Linked DNA regions of Mus musculus: all the other regions are linked to region 1. The links are chromatin contacts, called in public Hi-C and HiChIP or PLAC-seq maps. All regions are on one chromosome and are shown on one strand. The core of a region is the stretch at or near the end of the contact, and the rest is flanking DNA. Distances in the headings are between cores, read along the strand shown. Region 1 has its middle 88 kb from the start of Gm41326. Region 2 holds the start of Has2 (hyaluronan synthase 2). Region 3 has its middle 64 kb from the start of Gm41326.

The links. Hi-C and Micro-C count contacts between places; a contact is called where the count stands out from the background. HiChIP or PLAC-seq counts read pairs in DNA pulled down with a chosen protein or histone mark.
Region 2: a contact with region 1 is called in an H3K27ac HiChIP or PLAC-seq map of neural progenitor cells, with 6 times the contacts expected there. The contact joins the promoter of Has2 here to the enhancer-like site in region 1. A contact is called at or near these places in 6 of 39 promoter capture datasets (the 3T3-L1 cell line, 3T3-L1-derived adipocytes, frontonasal cranial neural crest and 2 more), 1 of 15 datasets of contacts at CTCF or cohesin (the NIH/3T3 cell line), 5 of 484 Hi-C or Micro-C datasets (adipose-derived mesenchymal stem cells, embryonic fibroblasts, uterus and 1 more) and 1 of 115 datasets of contacts at active chromatin or transcription factors (neural progenitor cells).
Region 3: a contact with region 1 is called in a Hi-C map of the N1E-115 cell line, with 2.4 times the contacts expected there. The contact joins two enhancer-like sites. A contact is called at or near these places in 1 of 39 promoter capture datasets (the 3T3-L1 cell line), 12 of 484 Hi-C or Micro-C datasets (3T3-L1-derived adipocytes, the C2C12 cell line, the N1E-115 cell line and 8 more) and 1 of 115 datasets of contacts at active chromatin or transcription factors (fibro-adipogenic progenitors).

The regions. Positions count from the first base shown.
Region 1 is chr15:56,495,757-56,500,814 of GRCm38.p6, forward strand. No RefSeq gene overlaps it. Among named protein-coding and RNA genes, the nearest start is that of Gm41326, 88 kb to the left of the region's middle. Within about 2 kb of position 2,200, at least 30 of the 459 cell types and tissues checked have an H3K27ac peak or open chromatin away from gene starts, as enhancers often do. A contact at or near this core is called in the C2C12 cell line, the N1E-115 cell line, fibro-adipogenic progenitors and 2 more, where this site is marked.
Region 2 is chr15:56,691,678-56,696,735 of GRCm38.p6, forward strand. Has2 (hyaluronan synthase 2) reads right to left here and starts at 2,869. Exons shown (of 4, transcript NM_008216.3): 1 at 2,317-2,869. It overlaps Has2os (hyaluronan synthase 2, opposite strand), which reads left to right. Exons shown (of 4, transcript NR_002874.2): 2 at 1,937-2,091; 3 at 2,278-2,400; 4 at 2,686-2,783.
Region 3 is chr15:56,343,549-56,348,606 of GRCm38.p6, forward strand. No RefSeq gene overlaps it. Among named protein-coding and RNA genes, the nearest start is that of Gm41326, 64 kb to the right of the region's middle. Within about 2 kb of position 2,768, at least 13 of the 459 cell types and tissues checked have an H3K27ac peak or open chromatin away from gene starts, as enhancers often do. A contact at or near this core is called in the C2C12 cell line, the N1E-115 cell line, fibro-adipogenic progenitors and 1 more, where this site is marked.

The sequences.
Region 1 (5,058 bases), core at 950-3,449:
AAAAGGTGTCAGACAAACAATTCATGTTCTTGGTGACATATTTCAGTATCTATCAGGGTAGTAGAGGGAAAAGAGATAGTATAGATGGATGAATACATGATAGATAGATAAATAGATAGATAGATAGATAGATAGATAGATAGATAGACAGAAGAACAGATACATACATATGATATAGATAGATGATAGATAGATAGATAGATAGATAGATAGATAGATAGATAGAGATAGATAGATAGATAGATAGATAGATAGAAGAATTGATACACACATATGATAGATATAGATAGATGATAGGTAGATAGATAGATGGATAGATGATAGATAGATAGATAGATAGATAGATAGATTAAAACAGATAGATAGATAGATAGATAGATAGATAGATAGATAGATAGATAGATAGAGATGGATATGTGGATAGACAGATAGACGGATGCACAGATGATACACACGCAGATATATGATAGATATAGATGATAGATAAAGACAGGTGATGTATGATAGAGATAGATAGGTAGAGATAAATGGATAAATTAGATAGAAAGATAGATAGATAGATAGATAGATAGATAGATAGATAGATATATAGATAGATAGATAATGCAATAAAGCAGGTGGGTATGTTAGAGAGTTAATTATTCAAGAACCCAAAGTATTCAGAGAGAAATTTTGAAGCTGTTTTGCTGTTAACATCTATGACTCCCTGAGGAGGAAATTTATTTTCTTGGGGATGATTTCCTTGTCTACAAAGTATGAATGATAACCACATGTAATTCTGAGGGATGAGACAAATAATGCACGTGGCAATGCCTGAGAAGTGACTAACCCGGAGGAATGTAGTGAGTGTGCTCTTCTTTCCTTACTATTTGTAAATATAATTATGTCTCTTGGTTTATATAGTCCCTGGAAGGGGGTGAACACCTGGAGTCCATTGCAAATTGATGATGACAATTGGTGGCAATATAAAAAGATCATCTGCTACAGTTTTATTTTATTATTGTTATAGTATAGAAAAGCTATGGACACTGCAAAGATGGGAGGAAGAATTTTCAATGTAAAATGAGATTTCCACAAGAATACTAAGAAAACACTCTTCCACTTCATTTGTGAAAATAACCCAAACTATACTTAATGGTTGAAATTGGGTGTGGTGATTGTGTTTATTTGATATATATATATATATATATATATACACATATATATACACATATATATACACATATTTTCCAATGTTAAAACATTTTTACATAGAAGTTATTCATCAATATATATATATATGTGTGTGTGTGTATATATATATACATATATATATAGTCTGCTGACATGTTTTAGGGAGTAAAAGCTTTTACTGCTCTTCTGAAAGACCCGAGTTTGAATATCAGCATCCATGTCAGTGGATCACAATTATTTATAACTCCATTTCCAAAGTAGCTGTTGATATTTCTGGCTTTTGAGTACACATGTGGCATTCCCTCAAACAAACATACGTACACAAAAATAATAGTATAAAAATAAGTACTTTGAAAAAAGAATGAGAAAAACCTTACCACAACTCTACTCTGTCTCAGTTCGTGCCATAGTGCAGAAAGCTAGATTTTCCACTCTGTCTCTTGCTGTTCAGACTGGGAGCAGACATCCTTTTCTCTGAGCTTGTGGGAAGGACTGAGGTTTGCCTGGCTCCAAACTGCTAATCCAAGGAAACATCCTCCACTCCTCACTGGGGTTTGAATCCAAAAGGAAAGTTGGAGGCAGCTGTGGCTGAGAAATTGGAAACAGTTTCCAGAAAACAGTTACTGTGTCAGAGCTTTGCATAGACCTTTTCTAGAACAATAAGAAAGCACTGAAAGGGTAAACAGATGGAGTGAACACTTATTGGGAGCTTTGTGGCCAGGTAATACTCTGTATATATTCCAAACGTTGTCTCATTTAGTATTGATAACATTTCTTGGAGGTGGGTAGCAATATCTCAAATTTATATTGAAAATGCAAGGCTCTGAGAGGTAAGGAGCCAGAATTTAAACGGAGGTCTTCCATGATGAAGGACAATGTCCTTACAGCACAATTACAGAGCACAGCTTTGGTAATGGATTTGGCCAGGATTGCATCTGAAATGACTCAGTATGCTGAGGAAAGGCTGGCTCAGAGAACTGCTTTTAGCCACAGTGTTAATTAAAATCCCATTCAGCACTACAAGCCATTGTAAAAGCAGCTGTAGTGACCAAGCACAGGTTCTCTTCAGAGAACAGATAGACCATTCAGCCCAGGGACTGTGACGTGGGCCACGTGAAAAACCTGCAAGCCATGTGCTTTCAAGAAGACTTCTCTGGAGAAATTATCTTTCCCAGATTGTGCAAATGCTGGAGAGCTGGGGCTTGGTCAGGTTCAGAGGGTTGACGAAGTAGAGAGAAGCAGGCAACACCAATGAAGCTGGGCCTTTGATCTCTTCTAATCATGACATTTCATGAGGCCATTTCTGATCATGTACTGCTCAGCTCCTAATGAAAATGGCTTAAGCATGAGTTTTGCTTGGTAGATCTAAGAAAGAACCATCTATGGAAGCAAGCCAGATATTAGGTAACCCAAGACCACTCAGGAAATCAAAACAAAGTTACATTAGTCAAGTGCAATTTTTTTGGGAGGGTAAGCAAAGGGGCTTGGGGGAAGGGTAGTCAGAAATGTTTCTTCCTTTCATTCTCCCAGGGGAAAACACCTACCTCATTGTACATTTTGGTGCATCTTTTAACCTTCAGGCAGCAGAGATCCATGTCTTTTACTACCTTTGCACACTAGTTCTCAGCCATTCACCTTAGAACAATTTGCTTTTGAACTCTTGGCAGAGTCAGAGTCGCCAGATGCACTCTCTGTGGAGTGTCCATGTTCTGGAAGGAAGAAAATATCCCATGGGATGTGTCTGATGGAAAACAAAGATGTCCAGTGTATTACTCTACATCTCAATAGCACTTCATATTTACAGAGGGCTTTATCGTAAGGATTTATTCATTACTGCATATAACATCCCAGTGTGGGACATGGTAATACTTGTTCAGACTGAGCTATGTACTTCAGCCCACACAGAAGAATTCAAAATTCCACTCTCAGTATGTTTTCTGAATCTTGTTCGCCTCTGGTTCTCTGAGGTGGCTGCTATGACAACACAAATCTGGACTGAATCAGAGTAGCAACCTGAGGTGGCATCATAAGCATTCTTGCCAAATATTTGTGTTCTAAGGTACGTAGTTGCATCACTATGGAAAGACTGTGAGGGCAGGCTGCCACTTTCCTCTTTTCTGGCAGAATCCCGTGTGTCTCTGGCTTTGTGGGTTTATCTCCAGTGACTCTGTTTCCATCCCTCTGTGGATTTTCCTCCTAAATGTGTATGTCCTCTAGGATCAGCCTGAAGCTTTCTCATCCCACTCCCTTCCCAGGCTTAAAATAACACCATGATATTAATCAATCCCAAATTACCCAGACTATTCTTTCTCCTCCAAATTCCTTTCCTCTGCCTACATGTGTCTCGATCTAGCCAATTTTTCTTTTGTCTGTCCTTTGCCAGAGAAGAAGAAAGAGATGATTGCATCTCAGTCCCTCTTTCCATAAAGAGTTATCAAAGAAGGGCCACACATAAGAGAATTCCACCGACAACAAGCCCATGAATGATGTAATGACATCGTCATCGTCAGAAGAGAGGCTGCTTAGACTGCAGCTTAAGGGCCATGGAGAAATCCTGAAAGAATACCACTGGTCCCAATTGTTACATGCACAAACTGCCATGCAGATAACTAATATATATCTGTTGATTATTTAGAATCTAGTGCTTTAATGACTTTTATTTCTCTGCTTTACATAGCTAAAATTGTTACATAAACTGAAATTAAAAAAAAAAAAAAAACAGTGGCATGAAGAATTAAGGCCCTTCGTGAGGCAGATATGAGAGAACAATTACCCTTCTATGAAAGCCCAGAAACTTGAATCACTGAGAGCTTTATGTGCTATCTCCATATGCCCAGACCCATCATTACCCAAGACCTATGAAGAAGGGTCTATTGAGATCTGAGAAAAGGAAGGATTTTCTCTACACACTGACTCTTTTGTCTCATTGTCTAGAACCTGTGAGCTGGCAAGAGCATTCATTCAGACCCTAGGTACACCTGTAGGTGCTTCTCAATGAGCTGCTAATAACACTGGAGAACTTACAAGGCAAAATGAGAAACATATATAGCTGCTAGTGAAAATTCTGGGAGATTATACTTAAGTTGCAGAGGAACTGGGTGGGGTAGGGGATGCCAAGATCAGAGAGGTACACAGAGGTCAGACCTCTGTGATATGTCATGTATTTACTGAGAATATCATAATCTTCCCACCAGAAACTCTCCAGTGGACCATACATTATGTATGTAAGCCTAGTGATAGGTCTTCTGGGCTGTCTGTTCTTTGTACAAACATGGCAAGGGGGAAGTGCTGTGTGCATTTTGCAGGTTAAGCACAGGGACAGAAACAATTAGGCTGACTTTTCAGGTTTCATTATGTAGTGCACCTAAATGATATATGCAGGTTGTCAGGCTCCAGCAAGTGTAGCAAACACACCACAGAGATAGTCCTTGAGAAGTGATAAAGAAAGTACACCAGACCAACACTGGGTTCTCATCGCAAGGAGCATAAGACTGTTTAGTGTATAGTTCAGAGAATGAATCTTTATGTCGGACAGGCATGATGTCTTGCTCTGAACCTCTTTCTAATTTACATGTACATGTTACTCAACTTTCGTAAAATTCAGTCATTTCTTTATATATGTCTTTTGTCATCTCATATTTTGTTTTGAGAAAATATTTTTCATGTGTTTGAGGTATTCAATAGAGCCTCAAAAAATAAATAATGAGTCAAAACTTACATATTTGGAACTTTTATTATTGTACATGTCTTTTTGACTCTCTTCCTACAGACGTGAATAGAGACCAGAGAGGGCTGTTGAGGGCTCAAAAGGAAGCTGCTTCTAAAAGTGAAATTAAAAACAAAAAATAGTTTCCTGACCTTGACTAGTGAAGCACAAACAATTTT
Region 2 (5,058 bases), core at 1,619-4,118, 200 kb after region 1:
ACATATATACCACATCTGTGCTTTATGTCTACAAATTTTCACTGAAAATTAAAATGAAATTAAAATTAAAAACCTTTCTATCTACTAGAACACCTTTGGGAAAATTATTAATATGCAAGAAAAACACGATCTCATTTGAATTACTAATCTTACCTAGGAAGATGTAAACATTAAGTTTATGAATGAATCATTTTGCATAAGCTGCACGACAAAAGACAAAGATTTAAATTTTGGGTTCTTTTCAACCCAATTATTTTTTTTTTTTTTTTTGCAAAATGTAAAATGTCATCCATAAATAGGTTCCTGGGCTTGGATATGTGTTTTAGCTCATTCCACGGAAATACACCCTTCAATTAAAAACAAACAAACAAAAACAAAAACCGTATATTCTCAGGTCAAATATGTATTGACCATTCACATATTTATTCTTAAAAGAATCTATTAAAAAAAGCATCACACCTAGATTTAAAACCTCCAAAGGTACACTGCCTTACGCCTCTCTTCAGAGGGAAATCCCAGGCTAAGCCTTGAAATCTCCAATGGCCTGGGAAGCTGGTCTCCCCCACTTCAAGGAAGCCCATCTACTGTTTGCTTTACACTAAGCAGACCATGAGTAAGTGTATAAACTCTGGACTCTGGCTGGGGAGGGGAGGGGGAGCTTCCTAGCCAATCAGAGCCTCCAAATCTATTGCATCACACACCCCTCCCAGGGTGTGACATCAAATGCAATCCCAGCCCAGCCACGTGGGTTGAAGGAGTGTGTAGCGTTTCTGTGCAGCTGCTACAGAGACTCATTTGGCAGTAAAGGGTCCCAGGAGGTAGTGAAGTGAGATGGGCGGGGCGGGGCCTCCTGGGCTTCTACAAGTCCCAAGCCAGGACGCGGTTGTTGCAGCTGGCTATCTAGTGGCAAGGGTATCCGAGTCAGAATACTGTGCCCGGGAGTTTGGGGGATATCCAGAGAGGTGCTGGTGGAAACGGCACCTACACCTACGACTATGTAATGAGACCTGGGTCTTAGAAGCCTTCGTTCTCAGACACCGCCTATGCTTCCAGCCCTGTCTTAATGGTCCTTTCAGAGCTGTTTCCCCTGGGCTGCCTTTCTTGGGCCAGAGGAAGCCGCCTCTGTCGCCACGAAGTTCTCACCCTTACACAGACCCTCCTTTCAGACCCGCCCTCTGGTTCACCGGGACCGATTTCTAAGCCCTGGCTCACTCTGGGCGGGAACCACCGTGACGAATTCAGTCCAAGGTGTTGATTATCCCGTGTCTGGCTCTCTTCCCACCTCTTCCCAGGCTCCCAGGGCCCCTCGACCCCACATCGGACAAGGGGCTAGAGACAGAGTCCCCTAATCCCCCACACAACAGCGTCTCCAGCTGCAACGGAGGAAAGAAGCGCCAGCGTGCTCCGTGCCACGTCGGATTTGGCTCGGGACTTGGTGCAGCTGCGGGAGCGCAGCGCTGTCCGCGCGCACGCCCTGCCCAAGGGGTGCGGGCCGGCCGGCCAGCGCAAGGAGGGATGCGCGCTCTCTTCTCTCCCCCAGCGGCGAATGCCTGCGTGAGGGACCCCTTGCCCCAGGAAAGGCTTTCTCGGGGTGGCTGTGCCCGGATGCTCGCTGCCTGACACTTTAATGGAGTTTGGAAACTGCAAAGGAGTGGAGGCCCGGGAAAAGGGGGGAGTGGCTGAACCAGGATGGTAGCGCGAGGAGGTGGCGCAGGACTTTCCTTGGGGTCTCTTCCAGCCTAACGTAGCTGGAAACCCGGATCGTTTAACCCTTTCAGTCTAAGCCAAAATTGAGCGGTTTTGTTTGTACCCCCACCTCCACCCCCGCACAGAACTGTGCCAGGGTGTCCAGCCCACATACTGGTGGGAGGTGAGGGAGAAAGAAGGGAAGGGTAGGAAGGTAAGGACAGTTGTGGGATGAATTTTCCGTACACAGTGGAAATCCTTGTTTTCTGACTCCGGAGCCCCTTTGACGCTCGGGAAGATGCCCAGTGGAAAAGTACACCCCGGGACAATCAGCTTTCCTTGGCCACGCAAGTTACCTGTGCGCCCAGAGAGGCAGCGGATTTCACCGGATGATTAAAACCCAGGGTATGCTGCGAGACTTGATAGTGATTGGCAATATTCCCTCATGGGCAGTTTGTTGCGGGGGGGAGGGGGGGGAGTTGGGGGACACTTCAGACCTCAAATGTTTCTATAGAAACTAGGGGGTTTTTGTTGTTGGTTTTTTTTTTAAAGCTCTGTTGATAATTTCTTCTCTGCCCCCAATCTATCTAGGGAATTCAAAGTTCACCCAAACGCGTCTGTATAACGTACCTTGTTCAGCTCCTGCTCATAGACTCGTCCTCCGCCTGTCTGTGTGGTCCCGGAGGGTCGTGGAAGGAAGTTTCCAAAATTGAGGTAATAAGAAATCAGATGAATTTGAGACGACCGGCCAAAAAAAATAAGAAATTTAAAAACAACATTTAAAAAAAAAGATGGGGGAGCCTTAAATGCTTGGTTCTCCCCTCTTTGAGAAGAAATTTCACTAATATTCTCTTTTATTATTTCCGCTGCACTTAAGTCTTCTAATTCTTTTTGTTAAATGTGCTTTAAAAATAAATTAACTTTTCCCCCTGTTTTGCTATTTGCTCCAATCCCCTTCCCTCCGACGACACAAAATCTCTTTTCACATCAACCTACAAGCCGGGTCAAGACTCAGCAGAGTCTAGCAAGAGCAGAATGAAGAAGTCTTTGGCTGGTTCAAGTCCCCCGTTCAATGGGCTGCTCGAAGCCAGGACTGGGTAATTCTTTCCAGACGCCTTGACTTCTCCTTCTTCTTCGCTGTGGTTGCCTTTCTGCCTCCTCCAACTTAAGGGGGTCTTAACAAGTGAGCCGGTGGGTGTTTTAATAGGACGGAGGAGGGAGTGGGGGTGAGGGGAGTGGAGGAGGGAGGTGTAGACTGGGGAACCCGGAGGGGAGGGACTGGGCGGGATGGGAGGCGGGGAGGAGTGGGGGGAAGAGAGAGAAATTGGCCATTCAAAGCCCTCTCTGAGCTAGAGGCCGCTTCTAAACTCCAATGAATTCAATTAACTTGATTGTTAACGTGTGCTGAGAAACGCGGAGCACAGATGCTGACCACCGCCTGATACCTCTCCTCAGGCAGTGACCGCGGAGCGGGCAGCCCTGCTCTGCAAATATTGCTGAAGTCTGTCTGCGTTACAAGGATTCCCTCGACTTGATAAACTCCCCGTTGCATATAAATGATTTTAAGGCCAAACGGTTCTCTTAGGCTAAATCACTGCTCTTGGCGGAATACTGACTCTGTGTGTGTGTGCGCGTTGTGTGTGTGTGTGTGTGTGTGTGTGTACGTCCGTGCTACCTAGTTTGCTCCACAAATGGCCTAGGACGCTAAAAAGAGCGACTAGTTTGCCATTTGTTAACCCTTTCTTCCTCCCAGCTCTAAACTTTCTAAGCAAAAGGCAAATGTCAACGTCTCCCCCCCCCCCCCCCCGCAGTTTTCGCTGTGGGTGGGCTGGACACTGAAATGAGGAAAATTTTTAAATTTCTTTTTTTCTCATGATTCTCAGACATGAAAACATACAAAAGATTCTCGATTGGAAGTTTATAATAATGATGATAGCAATAAACCTGAGAAAGTGTACGGAAGCAGTCATCTCGTAAAACATCTGAAATTACTTTTGCCTCTTGACAGCCTTTTACTTAATGTTTTCAAAATACCATTTTAAAATTTCAATGACGCCAAGACTGGAGAGTTTTCTTTCTCGGGTTTTTTTTTTTTTTTTTTTTTTTTTTTTTTTTTTTTTCAACCTTAGGGCATCCGCGCCCTTTTCCCTTGATCCTTGCGGTCCCCGCCCCTGCCCCCACCCAAAGGAAAAGGTAAAAGGAAAAAAAAACTCAGAGAGCTACAATGGACACTAGGTGGCGCTGTTTAGGAAAAAATGAAAGCGGATTTACGCAGTAAGGCTAAAACTGAAATCTGCTAAAACCTTACTTGCCTTTTACTTCCTTTTCTGTTCTTCCCCACCCATCCCCTCCTTTCTTTTATTTCCCTTCTTCGTGCTCTTGATGTGGGCTTCGTTTGAGTTCTACCGCATCTTGATGCTGTATGGTATATGTGTTTCGGATAAGATCGGAATATAAATTTGGGCAATAGTTAAAGGTCAGACAAAAAGAGAAAAGTGGAATAAACCGGGAGTGAGGCTCGCAACATATCAGGCAGGTGTGGAGTTGAGGATTGTGAATAGGGATGCAGAGTGTGACTGCAACTCGCAGTTGTCAGCCGACCCATCCCCCACAAAGCTGGATCTGCAAAGCCAGTCCCCCCACCCCCGACCCTCACCTCCCCCCACACACCCAAACACAAGGCCATTTCACCTCTGGGAGCCATCACTTTGGTGGCTGACTTCATGCCACTCTGGGGAGACTTCCTCATTTCCCCCCCACAACTCTCTTGACTCTAGCCTTTGAACTCCCGCTTGAGGTGATTCAACTGTTGCAAAGACTGCCTTAAATTTCAGAGCGCAATTTCATCACACTTAATCAGACCTGAGCTTCCTGGTTTTTCATGGTCTGGGAAGTGGTAAATTGCTATTTTAAAGTATTACTCAACTTCTGCGCCGTGACTTATAATGTAAATTAAACTGAGTTGGGAGAAATTGTGGGATGCCAAGTCTCTACCTGTAAACTCCCCAGTGGCCTCATAGCTCCCATTTCTCTATCTCTAAATGCCTAAATGCCCACAAGCAAAGTTACTCTAACAGTTGCTTAATAGTGTTAAATCGTCCTTATGCTAACAGTTCAAGCAGCAGAACACCTAGTAAAACTAAGTTTCTTTATTAAAGAAAAACACATTTGTTGTTTCTTCCTTGTAATTCATAAGCCATAAAACAAAGTTGCATGCCCTCCGCCCCCCCCTCCCCCCAGCTGTAGGCAAGTATAAACTTTGGTTCTACATCTGTGCACTTCCCTGTCCTCACAGAGGCAAGAGAGAAAATACTAGCATAATTTAAAGCTAACAGTTAAAGTTCCCTATAAGCGAAGAGGGATCCACAATTC
Region 3 (5,058 bases), core at 1,518-4,017, 150 kb before region 1:
GGGTTTCCCATTGTCTAATAGCTCTCTTAGAAAAATGTATCCCAACAAATTACTTGTAAAAATCAATCAAATAAAAATCTCATCATCTGGACAATTACAGTTAAATAGAGAATTCAAAAAGGGTCTTGTTGCCAAGGAAGTCATTATTGCAAAGAGTTCACAAATACTCATATAAAGAACAGTAGCAGAAGAATACATTTCATGGCTCCCAAAGAAAGTAGAAATAAAAAGAAAAGCTTATAAAATCCTACATTATGGAACAGTGGAGAGACTGAGACTTGAGTCGGGACTTCTTGGAAGGTTGGAGCCTTTTGTAAAGTCTGAGAGATTATGGAAGGGTATGGGTATGAAGATATGTATTCTTGTAACTATATTTAGCCTCTCCCATGAGCACTTTTGGGTAGTGAATCCTGCCCTGAAGACCGAGGATTTTGCATTGGACATTGCTTGGATATAGTCACGGGGTGAGAGAGTTGAGAAAGTCGGAGAAACAGTGGCACAAAGGGAGATCACTAAGATTGTAAGAATATTTCAGGCCCTCTTCCTAGAAAGAAATAACAGTGATCCCATGAATTTAGTAGTCCTTTGTGTTGTATTTTACTCTTTATCTGGCTTTCCAGAAGGGGCATGTAGACAAGGGTATTGAGAAGTCTTTTTTCATTCCAGCAAATTGGATATTTCCTAGATTCAAGTTAAAATACAAAAAGCAGGGGGGAGACTCAGAAAGCAAGAACCAAGTGACCCACAACAATGAAGTTTTAGAAGTATCTTAAAAATAAGTCATGCTAATTTAATGTAACAATATTATGCTTTTGGAGCTAAGAGCCATAACATATGGCAATGAGAAACTTGTTGCCAAAGGAAACTAGAAAAAGCCTGTCCATTCACTAAATTATCACTAGAGGGGGTGGTTGCATGCAGATAAGGTTCAGGTCCTGGGCCATTATCACACCCTTTTGCAGTGAAAACTTCCCACCTCCATTAGCAGTAACAGTTTCTTGTTGTTGTTGTTGTCGCTATGGGAATCGCCTACCAAGGAGTAAATATGTCTACAATAGCCGTAGACACTTTTATTTCTCATCCTTTTTTAGTGCGTGGCAGCCTCAGAGCAGTCCATCTGCAGCTTGATGCTGCTCACTGGCCTGTTAAGTCTGGGGAGCACAAGTCATCTATTATTGCTCAATGGTAACACTGCACACAGCTCTGTTCACACACTGTGGTGCATTGTAAGCTCTCTTCTCTATGGAGAGAGAGAAAGTTGGAAAAAAGAAACTGGTTTGCCCCTCCCCCTCCCCCTCCCCCTAGCTGGGTCCCCTCTCTAACAACAGCTGAATCATTAAATGTGGATAACTCATGAATCTTTCTTTATCAGTCTAGTAGACACTCATGCTTAAGTGTTGAGAATACCAATTTAATTGGGTGTAAATGGCACTGACAAAAAGAATCATTAGATTTACTGTTTGGAGCTCAAAGGTAACTGTGTGAGTTACCTGCCACATGATTAAATTAATTGGGCTTTCTAAAAGGTATAAGTTTAAATAAAAACTATGATTGAACTTCAGGGTCAGTGGCATAAATTAAAGTGTATCCAGACTGTTTAGTTTGTCCAAGAGAGAACTCTAAGTTAGCTCTTCCTATCCAGGGAAGTTAATTGAGCAGAGAATAGGGCGATTATTACTAGTTGCAAGTAATTTCATGTCCTCTCTTACTACTGTAGTTGAGTATGTAATTAACTACGCAGTTTAACAGCTCCTGGGCTGTGGTTAGTTGCTCAGTGGTAAGGCACTTGCTTAACTTGTGGAGTGCTTTCTAGCACTGAAACAAAGAAAGAACTAACTACAGGAAAAATTTCAGAGATCTCCTCTGTATTGAGATGTCGACAATCAAGGGAGCATTAACACCTTGAAACCTGGTCCTAGTCCAGTGGGAAACTAAAAGAGTGGAGACAACAGCAGAGATACCTAAGTCCATCACCTCTCTGGCCTATCAGCCTCTTCTCAGACTCAATGAAGGAGGGATACTCTTTCCCACAGAACTGGTAGGGGAAGGACCAAAACTTGAGACATGATTCTTTGAGGTCAGACCCAAGTCAGTTGACTCATCATATATCTTTGAATGTATTCACATAATAGACATTCAATATATTTGTGTTCTGTAAATGAGACTATAAATGAATGGATGGCAGAATAATGTCCTGGGAGATAAAATCTGAGGATTCTTAGTTAATATGTTCAAAGGGAAAGACACTGAGTACTTACTGAATCTTAGAGCAGTGTACCTGGATGAAAAATAACACTCATACTTTAACTTAAGCTTCCAGGTTTTATCCTTTGTTGAACTACACTTTGATTTATCACTCTAGACATCAGTATATTTAAATAATAAAGCAAATAAATACTCATCTGTAGGGCAGCAAGAAAATAATGTGTAAATCATTCGGAAGTAAAGAAATGAAATAACTGGCTATGGAACCTCTCTGGGAGTTGACATCTTTGTGGAGAATTGTTAGCCTTTCCTTGAAACATACATTTGGGTTCCTGGCATCAAGGAAGTTTTGTAATTTCTCCAGAGGACATTTCCTTGGGAATTTCAAAGATGCAAAACTCCAAATGGTGTAGGGGTGCTTGAGTTGTGAGGCATCCCAACGCAAGCATCAGCAGTGCTGCTAAGATGATGTTGGTCAGTCTTGGCTTCTTGTCACTGGGGCCTCAGGGTGTCTACTTAACTGGAAACACATTCTGCAGTTACAGCCAAGAGGGGCGACCTTTCCCCAAATGGTTCTTGTTTTGTGATTCAGCATGTGAGTCATTTGGTTAATAACAATTTCCTGTCTGTCCCAGACACCCCTTGGGAAAATTGGATCTTCTGATTTGGAGAGAAATCCTTGGCCCAGTTTTTAAGGGCATTGTGAGATTGTCAGTGAAGTGAAGGCTCTAGGGACTTTCTGTATTTTACTGGGCTGCACAGGAGTGGGGGAATTACAATAAGACAGCAGACTGCAACACCACATTACCTTCTACTTATCGCTATAAAAGACCGTTTGAAAGTATGGGCAGAGTGTCATGGTACTCCACTATTGAATGGTTACAAAGGTTACAACTGAATTTTCATTGTGATACTGTCAAGAACTCCCTCACTCTTTGCTGCCTCTCACCTTTTTATTTATTTTTTTAATATCTGTCATTCTTGATTCTTCTTCCTTCTACCATGGCATGACATAAGCTGGAAGGGTTTTTTTTTTTGTTTGTTTGTTTGTTTGTTTGTTTGCCAGGTGCCTATTCTTAATCTTTTGACATGCTAACTATCAGAACTTTAAAAATAAAGTTTTGTTCAATATAAATTAGTGAGTCTCAGGTAGACTGAGGAAATGACTCAGAAATAAAATCTATCCACTCATTCTTGCTACATACGATAAACTTTGATTTACTCTCAGCATTTACCCTATGCCACTCTTGTGTATTAAACACATGATTGAGGGAGAATGGATTTGCTAACAATCCTGGGTTGAGAATCACAGTATTAGCTAATTCTCATCTACATACATCCTCAGGTTAGGGCTGGGCACTTCAATTAGGCTTAAGTTGATATGTATAAAATACTTTCTTGGTTATGCCTACTTAGGTCAATCTTAGCAGAATAAAGGTAGGAATACTGTTAGTTCAGTTGGGAGAAAAATGGCATTTTTTTCCTGCATACAGAGTGGACTACTTTTATAGCTCTGTAAATTATAACCTGCCATACTGTGATCACTTAGGGAAGTTAGTCTAGTGTTAAAGCTGGCATGTCTGAGGAAGCAATGGGCTGGAAAGAAATGGCTACCATCTATTTCTGAGCGAAAACAAAGGTCTTTCTTTCACCACACACATTTACGTTTTACTGTTTGACACAGTTTGAGTTGGGTTTTGTATTATGTCTGATAAAAAATAATTTAAAAATGTAACTTATCATTCAATTGTGTATTTTTTTAAAAGTACTTGTCTTACACATAGGCATAAATATGAAGCATAGTACAATATAACAAAAATCGAAACTTATATGGCAAGTACATTTATGTTATAATAAATGATAGGTGTAAATACATATATACAAAATAGAGTGGAAAGATGGAAGGAGCGATTCTAAAGGTATTTTCATGGTGCAGTCAGGGGCACTCATGCATTGGCATTGACAGTCGAAGAAATTATTAAAGTCTTAAAGTGAAGGAAAACAAGACTGGGAAAGTAGCCAGGCATAAGATGCAAACAATTTTTTCATTTAAGATGGGAAATACTTTTTTCTCGTTGGGGTAGAGGTCTCTTAAGGAATTCAGATCAGTGTGTTCAATTTGAAATCATGTATATTAAAATTTCTTGGCCTTCCAGAGGAGAAGTTAAAGGCAGTGTGGTCAAGAGCCTGAGCAGTACAATTCCTGGATCTTATTATATCGTGTTCTATGTCTTCCTGGTGCCTCAGTTTCTCAGTCTCTCCTTTGAAAAGAAGGATACAATGAGACTACAATGAAGTCCATATATATATATATATATATATATATATATATATATATATATATATATTACAGTCAGTATTGTATAGATGTGCAATATTTAAATTTTTCGTTTCCTTGCTGATTTCAATTTTTCTTTTTCTTCTCTCTCTCTCTCTCTCTCTCTCTCTCTCTCTCAAGAAAGAGTTTCTCTTTGTAGCCCTGGCTGTCCCAGAACTCACTTTGAAGATCATGCTGGCCTTGAACTCACTGATCTCCCTGCCTCTGCTTCCTGCTCTGATCTCCATGCCTCTGCTGGGATTAAAGGCATGAGTCTCTACTGCCTGGCTGCCGATTTCAATGTCTAATGATAACCCTGTGAATGCATTGCCTCAGGCTTGTTGAACAATTTATAGCTGCTTTTAAAAATGGTCAGCCAGGTGCTTTGGTAGACAATGTGAGATCTCAGTCTTAAAGCTTAGTTCTAAGCTTCAGCCATTATTATGCTTGTACTTTAGTGAAATCTGTCCAGGCTGTTGAAAGAAGCTAATTTAGTTTTTCGAAGCTATGTAAAAGCACACAAAGAAATAACAACA